Regions from separate parts of the Xenopus laevis genome. Here region 2 is linked to region 1. The links are chromatin contacts, called in public Hi-C maps. All regions are on one chromosome and are shown on one strand. The core of a region is the stretch at or near the end of the contact, and the rest is flanking DNA. Distances in the headings are between cores, read along the strand shown.

Region 1 (4,296 bases), core at 1,242-3,741:
ACATTGGTCTCCTGACCTGTCTGAAAAAAACTTGTCCAGCACTTCAAAATGAAGGCACCTATGACTGTTTTTGTAACACGAAATGCATAAGGCTGTACACGTGGACATAACCTTTTTGAAATTGTCTGATGGAAGAATGCCTTGATTTTGAATGCCGCTCCACAAGTTTTTTCGGTCTATCCGCTCCCCGTGCTGAGGGCTCAGCGTGGTTCTCTCTTCCTCTATGTGGTGCGTTATCTTTTACTTGTTTGAGACCCTTGATTCATTCATCCTACTCCTGACCCCTCTGACTTTTCCTTGTTCAGGTTTTTGAGAAGAAGAACCAGAAGTCCTCACAGAACATTCTGCATCTCCAGAAGAAGCTCGAGCATTATCACCGCAAACTGCGTGAGGTGGAGCAGAATGGCATTGCACGGCAGCCCAAGGATGTGCTCCGGGACATGCACCAGGGGCTAAAGGATGTGGGGGCGCGAGTAACCGGATTCAGCGAGGGGGTGGTGGGCAGTGTCAGGGGAGGGTTGTCCAGCTTTTCACAGGCTACTCATTCTGCTGCCGGTGCAGTGGTGTCCAAGCCCAGAGAAATCGCCTCTCTGCTGCGCAACCGCTTTGGAAGCAGTGACAACATCTCATCCCTGGATGATCCTTCACTTCTCTCCACTCCACAAGGGGAAGATTTTGTTCCTGGAAAGGGTTTGGGGACCCTAAATATGCTCCAGGCTAGTCCCAAATACGGCAGCGAGGAGGACTGTTCCAGTGCAACCTCAGGATCTTTCGGAGCAAACAGCACCAGTGGGGGGCAAGGCGGGGGAGGAGGCGGGGCAGGCAGCTCACGGACAAACACCTTGGATAGACAGGCACTGACAGGCTTCCATGTTGTATTACAAGAAATCCAGGAAATTCGGGAAGCCCAGGGCCAGCTAGAAGAGTCTTTGGAAGGGCTGAAGAGCCAGTACCAGAGAGATTATTCCTACATCCTACAGTCCCTACAGGAAGAGAGGTTCAGGTAAGTGACTGCAGGTAGATGACAAAGGGGAACTGGAAGAAGAATTTTTGCAATTTATGAGGGGTGACTGACTTACTGCATATGAGCTCCCTAAGGGTAGGACTACACGGACATTTTTGGTGTGAACCGACGCGCTACGACAACGCCTGCAACAAGTTGCATGCAACGGAAATAGGTAAGAGATAGAAATGTCGGATGAAGTCGCAACATTGATCTGACGAGACACAACTGTCGGATGCAGGTGCGGCGTCTGCACCCGACAGTCGTGTTGCGTCGGATCAACGCTGCGACTTCATCGACACTATCTCTTAACTTATTTCTTTTGCATGCGACTTGTCGCAGCGCGCCAGTTCGCACCAAATACATCCATGTAGTCCTACCCTAAGGGTGAAGACACACTGAGCTACTAGTAGCAGCTACTTGTCCCTAGTACAAAAATAGTTACAATACTTAAAATTTTCGCTGTGGGGGTCATTTATAAAGAGTGGCAAATTTGCACCTGGTCAGTAACCCATGGCAACTAATCCGATGATTGCATTCACTGTTCAACCAGCAGCTGGTCTAAATTCCCCAAACTGTCTTGCCCTGCCTTCCTGCCCGCTAGAATGTAATTCAGCAGTGGGATGGCACTCGGAGCAATTCGTTTTTCAAAGTCGCCTGATGCAACTTCGCCATCCCACAGGTGATTTACATTCTAGCCAGCAGGGGAAGGCAGTTCGGGGAGATTAGTTGCCCCGAAGAAGAGGAGATTTGTTGCCGGGCGACTTTTCTCCCCAAATCTGACCATGTGTCTTTGCCCTAAAAGGATAAGTAATAGTCCCATGGAGCTCATCAATGTCGAGTAGCCTTTATGGGATATCAGGAGTGAAATCCAGGTGTCTTTTTGCCACCCCCTGCACTTCCTACAGCCATTTCAACATTTTATTGGGCATTGGTACAGGGCATGGGACTATATGTATATGTGTTAGTGTGTGAATATGATTGCAGCTGTTGTGTAACAACATGGGGGTGTTCTCGGCTGTAGTTGAACATCAGCAGGAGAGCAATAAGTTGGCTGTTCCTACTGAAATGCATTGTATTTATGGATTTTAATAATATGATAATATAATTAAACTTGGCCTTGAATGGCTTGAGATGAGTAAATGTACAAACAGGTCTGTCAGGCTTCTTGCCCCTGCTTGTTGCTTGTGAGGTAAGTGACATAGCTCTTCAGCTATTAGTGAACTACAGCTCCTAATATCCTCACCCTCGGGCTCACCCAATGTGATCTGATGAGCTCAAGTATGGGAAACTCTACCCTCATGTGGTTCATACCTGTATATTGGTGCTGCCTGCAGTTGCTCTTGAAGTTGTTGTGGGCAGGTGATATCTCCTGTAATTAAGTCCTGCATAAATATTTTAATTATCTAAACTGGGACAGCTCAAGCTCAGAGAATGTTGTAGGAGGAAGTCCTTGTCCAAGTTACATGAGGCTGGCACTCCCTCTACTGATTCAATAGGGGAACTACAGCATTTTGTAACTGCCTTGTCACAGGGATTCCCCAGATAACTTAACAAGTGCAGTCAGGTCGCAACTATAGCAGCAATGGGCACTGAAAGTATATTTTTAAATAGAAACACATCCATAAAGGGATGGGGTATAGCCACACATGCACAGAGGAATGGCTATATTGTAGCATGCAGGAGTAAGTATGGAGTATAGTTACACATAGGCAGGGGAAAGGATATATTGTATGCACTGGCATATAGCTATAAACACAATACTTTTACAGTAAGTAACTCCTATCGGTGATCAAAATAAAGAAAATATTGCTAAAATATGGCCTGTATGCCTGTATACAGTGTTGTTGTGCTCAATACAAAGCAGAATCAACCTTTTTTGGTGTTGGGGGTGTTTTTTGGATGATCTGGAAGTGGTAGAGGTTGTTGAACACTAAAATTGCATTTTGTTAAATGAGTATTGCAGGGATTCTGGGGAAACATGTAAGATGTGGTCTACACATTGTCTCTTAGTATGTAGAGCATGATATGTTACAAGTATAAATAATGAGCACACAGATGCACATATCAACATGCAGGTTCTTCTAAAAGTGACCCGTTTTTTGTCTTTCTTATTCACACTAAATCAGTCCCTCTGTATAATCCAGGTGTGAGCGACTAGAAGAACAGCTTAATGATCTGACGGAGCTGCACCAGAACGAGATACTCAATCTGAAGCAGGAGCTTGCCAGCATGGAGGAGAAGATTGCCTATCAGTCGTACGAAAGGGCAAGAGATATTCAGGTGAGACAGGGGTTCCCAAACTGTGGGCTGCCCACCCCTGGGGAGCTAGGAGCAGTTTCAACCTGAAATACAGTTAGGGTAACAACTGAAATAAATGGCTAGTTCTCTTCTAGATGCACCTATAAGCCCAGTTTGCAGGTCAGTTGGGGTGGGAATTGGGGTCCTAGATAATCTTTGAACTATGGCAGATTGACTAATATTTTCCTATATCTGTACCCATTTAATGGGCTAGTGGGGACCTCACCAAAGGTTGGACCTTCAAATGGGGCCTGACTAAAGGTTGTACCTTCAAGTGGGGCCTGACTAAGAGTTGGACCTTCAAGTGGGGCCTGACTAAAGGTTGGACCTTCAAGTGGGGCCTGACTAAAGGTTGGACCTTCAAGTGGGGCCTGACTAAAGGTTGGACCTTCAAGTGGGGCCTGACTAAAGGTTGGACCTTCAAGTGGGGCCTGACTAAAGGTTGGACCTTCAAGTGGGGCCTGACTAAAGGTTGGACCTTCAAGTGGGGCCTGACTAAAGGTTGGACCTTCAAGTGGGGCCTGACTAAAGGTTGGACCTTCAAGTGGGGCCTAACTAAAAGTTCAAGTGGGGCATCATCAAAGCATGGCCCTTCAACGTGGAGCCTGATTAGGGGCTAGAACTGTTAAAAAGAGTCTGATGACCACTGTTCCAAGCACTTGTGTAATGAATGTACTAATAGACTAGACCAGTGATCCCCAACCAGTAGCTTGTGAGCAACATGTTGCTCTCCAACCCCTTGGATGTTGCTCTCAGTGTCCTCAAAGCAGGAGCTTATTTTTGAATTACAGGCTTGGTAGCAAGTTTAAATTGCATAAAAACTAAGTATAGTGTCAAGTAGAGCCTCTTGTAGGCCGACAGTCCACATAGGGGCTACCAAGTGGCCAATCACAGCCCTTATTTGGCACCCAAGGGACTTTTTCATGCTTGTGTTGCTCCCCAACTCTTTTTACATTTGAATGTGGCTTCACCTGACAGCACTTTGTTTCTTC
Region 2 (4,296 bases), core at 470-2,969, 110 kb before region 1:
CAAGCATAGGTTGTCGGGATGCTGAGAGCTGTGATTAAACAAGTGCCGAGAATATGCAGGTTTTGTCAGGAACAAGTGGAATTGCTGCTGTATAATTAAGACTGTGCAAGGTGCTGAGCGTGTAAGGAAACTTAGATCCTCGATTCGTACGATTTTCGGACCCAGTGTCGGACTGGCCCGGCGGGAAACCAGGAAAAAAACCCGGCTTGCCCCGACCCTTAATGGGCCCCCGCCGGCCAGACCCCTCTCCCGACCAGTTTGTTAAAACAAAAAAGATTTCTTTAGGCACCGCACAGCGCCATTCATACCGAGCATCGAGTGGCGCCTCTCAAGCAGGATCGCCAAGTGCATCTCGGTAGGGGGTCAGAGGGGGCCCTGGACAGTAGTCCCGGTGGGCCCCCCAGTCCGACACTGTTCGGATCATGTGTGGAGAGTCCCGTCATTTTTCATCCGGCGGAGATCGGTCGTTTGGTCGATCGGACAGGTTAAAAGATTTCTGTCGGCTGCCGATAAAGTATTGCCGATTTTCAGAGGGAGACTGTCGCCCGCTTTGGTCAGACATAACTTTCGTACGATTGCTGTCAGGGGCAGAACATTGGCTGATCTGTTCTTTTACTACTTTATTTGATCTGAATGGTAAGACTTTGATCTGAATGGTTAATGGCAGGTCGGGAGATGGGGAAGTCCGATCGTACGTTGATTCGTATGATCGGATCTTTGCGTCTATGGCTAGCTTAAGGGGTGTATTTATCAAAGAGTGAACTTAGATATAGCCACCGTCCGCTACAGTGAATTTCTGCCACTCTCCATTCATTTCCATGGCATTTTAAAAAATAGTATTTATCAATGAGTGAAAGACAAAGTTCATCCTTTGATAAATACGCCTTTCAAAATCTAAGGCTCCGTATCTTAGAAACACATAGCTTCTTTCTCAGGAGGCTGGTGGCCTGGTACTGGCACACCTGTTAGAGTGAAATTCCGCCACTCCATTCATTTCTATGGGATTTTGAAAGGCGTATTTATCAAAGGATGAACTTTGACTTTCACCCAATGATAAATACTATATTTAAAAATGGCATGAAAATGAATGGAGAGTGGCGGAATTTCACTCTATCGGGCTGTGGCTATATCTAACTTCACTCTTTAATAAATATACCCCCAAGTGTGAAATAATAGTGAGAGGCAAAACAAGATGTGACTGACAGGACATTTCCTCTGTATGTTACAGTATACAGGAATGTATTGCCTCTATTATCTCTTCTTTTCTCCCATCTGGTTTGCTCTGCTGGTTTCTTCCATGTACTGCTGTCCCCAGGCTTGTTATAGTCGGCTCTTCTTTTCCCTCCCATGGCTCTTCTGTTTTCCTGTCAGCCTTCCAACTTGCTTTTCCCAACTGTTTCCTCTTTCCATATTTATGGCATTCCACTCATCCCTTTATCTCTAACTGTCTGCAGCAGATATATCCAGGCCATTCCTATCCTGCTCTACAGTCATTGTTCTGTATTCACATCAGCCGCTGCTCCAGTGGAGCTTACAGTCTAAGGTTCCTATGTTTAATACACACAGGATCGGTTTATTGGGAGCCGATGAATTTATTTTATATTTTTCAAGGTTTGGAAATAGAGTAGCCATGGGGACCCACGCTGTTATTTGGCTAGCTGGATCCAATACCCAGTGTGCGGACACCTTCAGCATGTGTCACATAGGGCTGTGTTCTTATGCATCTGTTTGTTTCTGTGCTGCTGTTTTATGTCTGATCACTTTCTTTTGTGTGTCCAAACCTGCTGATCCTGTATCGTCAGGTTGTGGATTTTGGTGGTTCTGCCGGTTGTTATTGTCTAACTCTCTGCTCCTCGCCTACAACCTGTGCTATTTTGTTACTCCCAGTACTTTTCTAATGCTTCTACCAACACTATCCTACCTGATCTAATCCATTGCTTTACATCTCAGTTGTTTTACTCCCTCTTACCCTGCTGCTTTTCCATCTGTAGCAGATCTTTAACACTTTGCCTCCTACTTTATTTCTAGCAGGCTCCAAATTAGTTATTGTGCTGTGTTTAACATCATCTGGCTTTCTTACATCAGTTCAACTGAAGGGCATCTGACTTCCTTGTCTGTCTTTTACCTTTTACTTATCGAGACCCCTGTCTAATAATTGCTTATACATTTATTTATCCCAGTGCTGTAACCCATAACAACCAGTCATAAATGAGAGCATTTAGTAACGACTGAACGTGTTTGAATCATTGCTGTGAGCCACTGTACTGGTGCTGGCGAGGGTCACTCTCCCTTAATTTCATCCATAGATTTTCCTGCTGTGCCATTCTTCTGATGTCAGGACTTGAAATTGTTATTTTTGGAGTGAAACCAAGGCAGTGCCGTGAAAGGAAAAATAAATCTTGTACAATGCAGATGAATGAAGGGAACAGTCAGGGGTGCCTGCATGATACTCCAGTTCATGGATGTGTTTAGTTTGCTGGAATATAAAAGTTATGACGTACAATTCTGATGCCTTGCTGATTACAGTGAATTTTTCTCAGTCTCTGCATACAGTATGTATGTAGAATTGTGCTGTGCTTCATGTGCTCTCAGAACCATAGCAGTGCTAGAAAAACAGGGAATATATTTCTTTGTGGCACAGCAACTGTCAGGGCTTCGTCAATGCACTGATTATTGAACCAAGAAGAACTTTTAAATATCGGGGGTAATTTTTCCCCATGAAAACCAGGTGCTTCATTTGTCCCTATGCTGTTGTACACAGACAGGAATAGTATGTGCCTGAATGCAGGATCCAGCAGATGCATTAGAACAAAAACTGTCATCAGGCCTGAAGGCATCTCTCATGTGTGTAACTTTATAGCAGTGATCCCCAACCAGTAGCTCATGAGCAACATGTTGCTCTCCAACCTCTTGAATGTTTCTCTCAGTGTCCTCAAAGCAGGTGCTTATTTTTGAATTCCAGGTTTGGAATCAAGTTTTCTTTGCATAAAAACTAAGTATAGTGCCAAGTAGTGCCTCCTGTAGGCTGCCAGTCCACGTAGGGGATACCAAATAGCCAATCACAGCACCTATTTGGCACCCCAAGGGACTTTTTCATGCTTGTGTTGCTGCCCAACTCTTTTTACATTTGAATGTGGCTCACAGGTAAAAAAAAGGTTGGGGACCTCTGCTTTATTGGAATAACTGTGCCTTATTTTTCAAGTGTCTGAATACTTTAATTCTTTGCTGAATACCGTATATACTTGAGTATAAGCCGTCCTGAGTATAAGCCGAGGTACCTAATTTTACCTCCAAAAACTGGGAAAGTGTATTGACTCGAGTATAAGCCTAGGGTGAGAAATGCAGCAGCTTCTGGTAAGTTTCAATCAAAAAACTGAGGGTTTCTGCTCCCATTGGAGGTGCCGGCATCTAGTTTTTGGATGGCGACGACCATTCTTGGACGCCTGTGAATATTCTTGGCGACTATTCTTGGACGCCGGCGACTATTCTTGGACGCCGGCGACTATTCTTGGACGCCGGCGACTATTCTTGGACGCCGGCGACTATTCTTGGACGCCGGCGACTATTCTTGGACGCCGGCGACTATTCTTGGACGCCGGCGACTATTCTTGGACGCCGGCGACTATTCTTGGACGCCGGCGACTATTCTTGGACGCCGGCGACTATTCTTGGACGCCGGCGACTATTCTTGGACGCCGGCGACTATTCTTGGACGCCGGCGACTATTCTTGGTCGCCGGCGTTTTTGCGCTTGACCCAAGTATAAACCGAGGTAGAGTTTTTCAGCATATTTTGGGGGCTGAAAAACTGGGCTTATACTCTAGTATATACGGTATTTAACCACTTACCTAGTATTTTACTATAAATAAATAAATATATACATATATACATATATATATATATATATATATATATATATATATATATATATATATATATATATATATATATATATATATATATATATATATATATATATATATATATATATATATATATATATAAATTCTGTCCTTCCAGGTTTAACGTTCTACCCGATTTTTAGCTGTCAGCTGTCACTGAACTTCCATATTTGCCTGTTCCTGGGAACGGTTTGACGATTCTTTTCTCCACTTTTCAAACCCAGCACAGATGACAAACAGAGCTTTGGGATTGTGCCAGGCTCTGTATCTTAGGAACACTTAGCTTCTTTCTCAGGAGGCTGCTGGCTTGGTACTGGCACACTGTGGCATGGGCGGTGCCGTTGGAAATTGCTTTCCCCTCGTTTCTGTATAAAAGTTACCTGTGTTTTCTGTGG

What was found. Hi-C and Micro-C count contacts between places; a contact is called where the count stands out from the background.
Region 2: a contact with region 1 is called in a Hi-C map of the XTC cell line, with 4 times the contacts expected there. The contact joins two enhancer-like sites. A contact is called at or near these places in 2 of 4 Hi-C or Micro-C datasets (the XL177 cell line and the XTC cell line).

Annotation. Positions count from the first base shown.
Region 1 is chr4L:131,535,461-131,539,756 of Xenopus_laevis_v10.1, reverse strand. tmcc1.L (transmembrane and coiled-coil domain family 1 L homeolog) reads left to right here. Exons shown (of 5, transcript NM_001091298.1): 3 at 306-1,003; 4 at 3,151-3,286. Among protein-coding and RNA genes, the nearest start is that of plxnd1.L, 28 kb to the right of the region's middle. Within about 2 kb of position 2,491, at least 1 of the 7 cell types and tissues checked has an H3K27ac peak or open chromatin away from gene starts, as enhancers often do.
Region 2 is chr4L:131,647,259-131,651,554 of Xenopus_laevis_v10.1, reverse strand. It overlaps a transcript of tmcc1.L not described here. Among protein-coding and RNA genes, the nearest start is that of tmcc1.L, 25 kb to the right of the region's middle. Within about 2 kb of position 1,719, at least 2 of the 7 cell types and tissues checked have an H3K27ac peak or open chromatin away from gene starts, as enhancers often do.